Linked DNA regions of Rattus norvegicus: all the other regions are linked to region 3. Evidence: chromatin contacts called from public Hi-C data. All regions are on one chromosome and are shown on one strand. Each heading gives the region's core, a stretch centred on a gene start, on an enhancer-like site or on the middle of the called end of the contact. The rest is flanking DNA. Distances are from core to core; before and after follow the strand shown.

The links. A called contact is a pair of places that touch in the nucleus more often than the background predicts.
Region 1: a contact with region 3 is called in a Hi-C map of kidney, with 2.9 times the contacts expected there. The contact joins the enhancer-like site here to the promoter of Spry1 in region 3. A contact is called at or near these places in 2 of 12 Hi-C or Micro-C datasets (hepatocytes and kidney).
Region 2: a contact with region 3 is called in a Hi-C map of liver, with 3 times the contacts expected there. The contact joins the enhancer-like site here to the promoter of Spry1 in region 3. A contact is called at or near these places in 2 of 12 Hi-C or Micro-C datasets (both in liver).

What each region holds. Positions count from the first base shown.
Region 1 is chr2:122,834,132-122,836,941 of GRCr8, reverse strand. No RefSeq gene overlaps it. Among named protein-coding and RNA genes, the nearest start is that of Spry1, 350 kb to the right of the region's middle. Within about 2 kb of position 1,536, at least 20 of the 93 cell types and tissues checked have an H3K27ac peak or open chromatin away from gene starts, as enhancers often do. A contact at or near this core is called in kidney, where this site is marked.
Region 2 is chr2:122,803,429-122,806,128 of GRCr8, reverse strand. No RefSeq gene overlaps it. Among named protein-coding and RNA genes, the nearest start is that of Spry1, 320 kb to the right of the region's middle. Within about 2 kb of position 1,413, at least 10 of the 93 cell types and tissues checked have an H3K27ac peak or open chromatin away from gene starts, as enhancers often do. A contact at or near this core is called in liver, where this site is marked.
Region 3 is chr2:122,484,042-122,486,741 of GRCr8, reverse strand. It overlaps Spry1 (sprouty RTK signaling antagonist 1), which reads right to left and starts at 1,395. Exons shown (of 3, transcript NM_001395072.1): 1 at 1,243-1,395; 2 at 540-828.

The DNA of each region.
Region 1 (2,810 bases), core at 287-2,786, 350 kb before region 3:
CCTTCCCACACTGGCCAAAGCCCATTGGCCGAAAGTTCAGCCTGAAGACTGAAGGTGAACTTATCCGGGACCACGTCTAAGTATAAGATGAATGTCACCTCAGTACCCTGTATAATTATAGCATTTAGGCAGCAATGTTGAACAGGGGTTAAAACCCATCAGGTTCTAGTTAATCTGCCTTCAGTGACTACAGCTGGCCAACCGGAAGAGGATAATTATGGAATAATGTTGTTATGTCTTAATAAAGATTACTGGTGTCTGAGGCAAGATCAATATATGGTGAACTTCCTCTAGTTCTGCAGTCTCTGTGGAGGAGGTACAGGGGTGTGCTGCTTCTGCAGTTCCTTAGTTTGTTCCTTTTGCTTCATGCTGTGATGACTCTTTGCTTCTCCTTACTGAATTTCCCAGTCATCTTGAGCTTTCCATTCCTGTCCCTTCAGTACTCATAAACTCCTGGGATGCTCTTGGAGCAGACACTATCTTTGTTAGGCATCTTCGATCAGTGCCTAACTTTTAAATTCAAGCTTGAATTCTACCTCATCAAAGTTTGGTTGTAACTTGGGACAATGAGTTAGCCATGCTCCGGCAGAGGACTTGACAAAGAACACACAAAAAAGAATGATAGTAGATGGCATGTGAAGCCACATGTGTGGCAGCTCAAGTTCTTTATCTGGTACATTAAGATGACTTAGAAAACTGGGGGGAATCCCATCCCTCATACAAATAAACAATAATGATCTAATCTAACAACTTTGACCCCTAATAAGGAAACAGTCACAAAAGGACTTCCATGGAAACTCCGAAAAGATAAAGACACAGTACGGTGGCCAGGAAAGCACATTTAGGAAATATTCCCAACTCAGCCACTCATCAGACATGTGACCCAGGGCAAATTACGTGATGTGACCCTGTCTAGATGTTCGCTTTAAGAAGGGAGATGCTACTGACAGAAACTGCCAGGCTTTGGTCTCATAAGGATTAAAGGGATTAGCTCACGGACAGTCTTCAGAATGGTGCCTAGTATTCAATGACCTGAAGAGAGAGGCTAGAGAGATGGCTCAGTGGTTAAGAATCCTTTCTGATCTCAAAAGGGGACCTGAATTCAGTTCCCATTATCCCTGTCAAGCATCTGACAACCACCTATAGCTCCATCTTCAGGGAATCTGACATGAACTTCTGGGTTCCAATGGGCACCTGCACTCACGGGCATGTACCTCCCAATCCCCTCCACATGTGTAATTCAAAATAAAACAAAATGAAATAAACAGATGGATGTTAATGCTGTTGAGCGGTCACTAAACACAGCCTGCAAAATCCCAGGCTCCGAGTTCTTGCGTTAGATCCTTGACTTGAGGCTATTAACATTTAACCAGAGGATCGTAAATAAACTGAACTATGGTTAAACCCTTCCTGTAAATGTGTCTATTCCTGAGAAAATACAAACGCACATAAAAACTGGAATGTCTTGGACCGTGTCTGGGAGGGCGGGATGAGCAATGAAATGACTAGATGATTTGCTAAGGCTGCCGAGGCCGGACGCAACGTTTCTGGGCTCATCCTTGGTCCATGCCAGCACAGCTCTGAATGCACAAGTCTGGAATGACCCGCCTCCCGCAGAGGAAGTGATTTTAGGGTCCAGGTTTCCGAGCATTCTTTGGCATTCATGTCCTGGCTCCTGCTCTGACTCTTCTTCTGTCCTAATTACATGCCTACTGTCAGCACACCCAGCAATGATCCTTAATTACCTCCTCTTAATTACATACCTGCCGCCGAGGTGTGCCAGCTCCCCTCTGCCATCCTCAGTCAGTTGGTCGATATTAGCCAGCACAGATGCACGGAGGCCCCAGGAAGCCTCCCTGGGAGCCTGTGGGTAGGAAGCCATGCTGGGGGATGGGTATGTTTAGTTGTCTCTCTCCTCTGGTTTTACTTTAAATGCTAGAATGTTCTCAGTCGTGTTACAATATGGTTTTGGTTTTGGTTTTGGTTTTGGTTTTGGTTTATGACTCGTCTGACTTTTTAAAAGATAACACAGGCAAAAGCTCAGGGCAGATTCTAGATGTTCGATGCATATTTGTTTATAGCATTCCAAACTATCACACATAGAGTTAGGTATTTCCACTGACTTTCTAACATCTTGTTTTTTGGTTTTTGTTTTTTGGTTTGTTTTTTTTTTTTTATTGGCTGGGGATCCGCTATAAAAGTCACACACACAGAAACACAGAGCTTCCTTTTAAATACAGAGAGGAGGAAAGAACGACAATTGTGACGTGCATTGTAATCTAAATGAAATTCTGCCTCAGCAGCTGTTCTCCCAGAACAGACTTGTCCCTGATGACGCCCAGGTCTCAGGCCCAGATCTGAACAGGAAGCTGGCTTAAGAATCGATGCACCTTTGAAAGTGGCAACCTGCCAATTGGAAGACAAATGTCCCTTTTCAGCTGAACTCCGGTTGTGACAGTGTGTGCACTTGGGGTACATTGACTATTCAGGGTATTGGAGATAGTGTTTTCTGCCATCTGCTGAATTCTTCCTCTAGATAGGGAAGGAAGAAAATATAAGAAATTAAATCACTGTAGGAAATCTTAAAAAGTCAGGCTTTTTAAAACACATCATTATGAAAACAAAACCTCCCTAAGACCCTGCTCTCTGGGTTGTGTGCATGTTTTTAGCTGTGTTTTCCTTTCAGTAACTTTCATTGCCTCTTGTGTTTCCATTACTAGTGGGCTTCCTAACATCTGTTTTCCATTTTTATTTCATTTCCACTTGTGACCTTTGGCCTAATCTTTGTGTTTGGAAAAACACAGGAATTA
Region 2 (2,700 bases), core at 164-2,663, 320 kb before region 3:
CCTCAGGAAGTGGAGTCATAGGTAAAGGAAGACTATTATAGATCCCAAGTTTGCATTCGGAACAAATGCTCTTGTAAACCTCCCGTTTCCTAGAGTACGAACACCCTCGGTAGTACATCCTTGAAAGTAAAAGGAGGCTTTCAGTTACTGAATATGTATATATGTTCCCGTGGCCTTTAAACAGAGACTTACAGTCACTTCTATGGTTCATGGTCAGAGGAACGGTTGTCCTGCACTTGTATTTTCACCTGTTAGACCGTTATGCCGAGCAAGGCTTGCATTTTCAAATGGTATTTTCACGGGATCTTGGTAAAGAAAGCCCCATGGCTGCACAAAGCGACACAGAAACTCCCTGAGCCACCCTTGACCTTGCCAGACAGCCTCTGCCCATACCCTCAGCAGTGAGCAGGCCACAGGATACCTTCCGTCCCAAGATGAAGAAGCCAGAGACCAGTAGGGAGGCTTTCCCAGCCATCCATGGTCCTCAGTGGAGACTGAATGTCTGGCTTCAGGAACTGCATGCTTCACTTCCCCAGGGGCATCCCGTGCCCGGCTCCAAAGGAACTGGGTATTTCAGAGCACTGTCTGATTAGGAACAGTCAACCATGAAGACCCCTCGAGAGAGGGACTGCCCAGTGAGTCCTGATAATGTGAAGATCACCCCACATGCCATCTCGGTGCCTAGCAGGGCAACCAACATTCAGCAGCTTCTGGAAACGCAGAAAGCATTCAGCAATAAGCCTACTGGGCTGGCAACTAGAGTCCTGAACCGTAATGTTAACCATGTAAGATCAATGAAAACTTTTCTCTATGTTTTTGTGTGCATAGAAAAGTATGTGTCTGTCTTACGGTCTTTCCCCCAGATTCTATTTCTTATAAAAAGGTGGGAATACTTTTGTCTCTTCCTGCATCATCTTCCCAACCACTCTAAAGAGTAAGACACCACAATGAACTAAATACCTATCTCAGGGAATAACGGAAAATACGCTGGCCAGGGTTCATGCTTCAACCTACTTTATTTTATTTTGTTTGTTTTTATCTTTATTTGTCTGCATAAATCAATGGCCTCCCTTCAACCCTTCCCCACAGGAGCAGGAAGGACATGCTGTGTGTTGGCTGCTATGTAGATGAACACATGAAACCAGAGAGAATACAAGGAGGGGGATGAACTCCGTGAGCTCCCAGCTCATATCTGATCAAACCCTTCACCTCACTGTTTCCTTCCTTGCCCTGAATATTTATTTTAACTCCGAGGCTCAGTCTTCGACCTTTGATGCCAGAAATATTCTCACACATTCCGAGAAGGTGCTTTTATCCAGTTCCAAAAATGTCAGGGTAAGGGTCAAACCTGGGTCCTGGCTTGTCCCAGGCAAAGGTCCACCTAACATTTGGCATGTCTGCCTGCTGTGCAGGCGGCTGACAAGGTTCTGTTGACAGTCCAGTTTTCACTTCCTGCCCTCTCCCCCTCCTCTAAGTTTACATTGCAGAACAGACAATAAACTGCTTCTAGTCTCTTCCCAGCCCCGCCCCTCCCTCAAAAGCTGAACTGAAGACAGAAAGCACCCCCACACCCTGCTTCTCCAGCTTGACCCTACCTGTGTTTGGCCTTCGCCCCTGGACCAAATCAGCATTCCAGGGCAATGAGAGAATGGCATGTTCACCACCCAACAGGAAACGGAGCAGGCCAGGCGTTGACATCACCTGGCAGATGTGCTTTTCAAGTGCGAGGCTTTAGTCAAACCTTTTCATGGAAATCATTGACACAGAAAAGGAATAAAGAAGAAAAACAAGAGGGAGAGACAAAGTTGGTGCCGTGATGGGCATGTTTTGCACCCCATTAAAAGAAAGGAATTAAAATGAGTCAAGCTCACCTCCCTTCCTCTCCACCCCCAACCCCTCCTCACTCATCCTTTAAGCCTGGAAGTCAATGTTTCTGAAACACTGTAGCTACTGGCAGGGCAGCCGCACATAAAGCTGTCAGTCTGCAAGGAAAGTAGACGGCTGAGTTGAGAGGAAAGGGGCTAAATCAATTTGAGCATGCATGTTAAGGACAGTGAAAGGGCAGCGAGGAGAGCTACAAGGCCAGAGAACATTTGTCTCTGTCTCCTTGTGTTTCCACCACACAGAGCAGAATCCACCCACTAAGGCTCCAGCCAGGCTCTGAGCTGATTGATGGCAGCTGGAGATGTCTGCTTGCTTCCTCAGCCTAAGATACACTGTACCCCAAACGGAGGCCCCCTGGGCCCACACTCAGTATACCTACACTCCTGGGCAGGAAGCCTCTCTCAGCCTGCTCAGGGACAGGACTTAAAGTTCCAGCAAGGCTGAGGAAGTTCTGCTCACCATGGGGGCCAGTCAGGTAGACTATTCTTCTTATACAATGAAACCATATTAAACCTCATACTGAGAAGGAAAAAAAACCATAAAATTCTACAAGACATTTTCAAATAACTCACTCACCGAAGGGCCTGGGTCTTAAGTTTTTCTCAGGCATTGGATTCACTTTGCACCAAAATGCCAGGATGTAATCACAGAGCCCAGGGCTGAAGGAGTCAGCTTGACTCCCACTCCCCAAGTCAGTGTGTGGGAGAGACTCTTCCAGATGCACTTGACCATGGGACTTGCTCCATGCCACGAGCAGTAAGCAGGTTTTGTGGACTGTCCTGCTATGTTCACTACGTGGTCAAATTCATTTGAGTT
Region 3 (2,700 bases), core at 146-2,645:
CTCCTAAACGATACCGGAAACCTGCCCATCGTTCTGTGCCTTATCTATTTTTTAAAAATTTAAAACTCCATAACGAAGACTTTAAATGTGCCAAGCCTCATCCACAAGAAAGGAAGACGTGGGAACGGCTTGTTTGAGCTATGAAACCCCTAGGCACAGCTTTCATTCGCATTTTTACAGGGCATTCCCAAGCAAGTTCGCTCAGGCGGAGCACTTAGGCGCCCCGCAACCGCCCAGAGCTAAGCCGGAGCGCGCGCGCGGACAGCACTGTGGGTAGCACCGCCCGGCGCTTGGGCCCCAAGCCGAGACCTCAGGGGCACCCAGCCGCGGCAGGTCCGGCGGGGGAAAGTTATGAATGAAAACAGCTCGCGGGCGGGAGGAGGCAGCGCCCTCTCCCCGCGTCCCGCGGCACTGCGCTCCGAGCACAGGCGGGCGCTGGATCCCCAGCGCCATCGGGTGCCGCGCGCTTGGCACGGGCTGCGCGAAGACCGCCAGGACCGCCCGGCCCGCCCCGGCCCGCACCTGCCGCCCGCACTCACCTCGGCCTCCACGGCGCCGGCCGGGGGCGCGGAGCGGGCGAAGCGCGCGCCGCATCAAGCGCGGCGGGGCGGCCGGGCGCGCATGGCCCGCGCTGCGGCCTCAGCGGCCCCCGGGCAGGGGCGCTTCTCCGCGGTTGGCGGCGGCCGAGGGCGGCTCGGGGACATCCGCCGGGTGCGCGCGGCGCCCGCTCCACAGCACCGTCCCGTCCCGGTCGTCAGGCGCGCGGCCCGGCGTCGTCCCGGGCTCTCGGGTTCCCGCAGGTCCGCGTCCCCGCAGTCGCCACGCCGGCTGCAGACGAGCAGAGACAGAAACACGTGAGTCCCTCGCCAGCCCGGGACGCTGTCCTGCTCGCCGTGGTAGACAGCCACGAGCTCCGGACACACGCGGCCGTGCACGTTTTGCCCCCACGGAACGCCCCGCAGTCAAAAGCGCGTCCCAACGACGCGTCTGCGAGAGGCAAGCCCGCACGCAGGGACGGGGAAAGTCAGGTCTGGCACGAGCGCCCGGCGGGTCGGTCGCCAACAATGCGCACAGACACGCGGGTGCGCGGCGGTGCCAGCCCGCGTTCGCACACACGGAACTCGCTGCCCGGCTACGGAACTCGCTTCAGGGCCGACCGTAGAGCGCCGGGCACAGAGCTAGAGCCAGCTCAGAAAACGTCCAGTTCCAAGAAAATAAAATAAAATAAAGCACCATTCTCACCTGATCTCGCCAGGTCCTCGGCGGGAGGGGAAGGCTCTTACCTAGTGCAGAGCCTGGGGCCGGCCTTCCCGGCACATGCACGCCGCCCACAGCAGCTCCTCAGCCCGCAGAGCTCTGGCTGCGGGGCCGCCGCAAACCCCTGCGTGCTGAGCACTCGCGCGCGGGCTCCGCAGCATTTCAGCGTCGCCGCCACCTCCACCTCCACGCCGGGACCCGCCCCCGGTGATATCATGTGTCAATCACGCGGGCTGCGCGAAAACCCGGAGCAGGATTTTAGCGATCGTGGATGTGGACTCGAGGACGCTCTTAAAAAGTTGATTGCCTGCAGAAATCCTGCAAGCGCAACAGGGGAGTACCCGGTGTTTCAGGGGCCCTGTCAGTCTTGAGCTGTCAGCCTCCGATTTAAGGGGACTGGTGGATTCACCCTTAGAATTGAGTTAAAAAGAGTTGTGAAGAACATTTAAAAAGCAAAAACAAGCAAACAGCAACAACAACGGAAAAAACGTGTACACCATGCCACCGTGCCCCCAGACAGAGGGAAAATGTGTGAAGTACAGATCATGCGAAATATGAAAGTTCCAGAAAGGACAGTCACTTCTGCAAATGCAATATAATTACACACTGAAGAGTGGAAATTCCTGCTGTGGGGTTTTAGTGATTGCTTCATTTAGTTTGTGATTTGATCCCTAAAATTACATGGGGGAGGGGGAACCCAATTCCTTCCTGTTTTGTAATGTTTGTATAATTTTGTCAAAAACACCAATACATTTTTAATCTAGTAAAATAAGCATAACTCATCAGGAAGTTTTAACTTTTGTCACATGTCTGTCACGGGGTGGGGGACTTTAGTAAGCCAGGGAATGCTTTTCGCTTCTTTACAAACTAAGGAATTTGGACATGTATTCTGGGGACGATATAGCTCAGGATGCAGTGAAAAGGAATGTATGTGAAATTAAAAGTTCCACGAAGCTTATCTTAAAGATAACCTAAGGCCTCAAAAATTGTTAGTGGAAAATAATTTTCCAGGGAATTTTTATCAGGAACAGTATTTGATCAACAACAGAACTCCATGATCTAAATCACCTGTGAACGGGAGTTTGGATAGTTTGGGTTCAAAGTAATTTTTTAAAGTCTTAACAATTGCAGTGGATTTTGATAAACATTTTTATGACCATTGGCATACTGCATTTCCAAGCTTTTGAATGTTTTTTAGTGTTCACAATTATGCGTGGGATTACATGCAAGGAACCCAGGCACTCCCTACACAGAACAGCAGCCGCAAGAAAGTGCACTAGAAGGCAACAAAATGTAGTAAAAGCCAAGAAGCTGCCTGTTCACCCTTCATGGAAGGGGATGTGTTAAGGACATGTTTTCAAGTGTAAAGTTGGTGGGGCTTTTCTATCTTGTAGATGTAGCAGCCTAAGGAAGTTTCTGCAGTAGATCTCTCTCTCTCTCTCT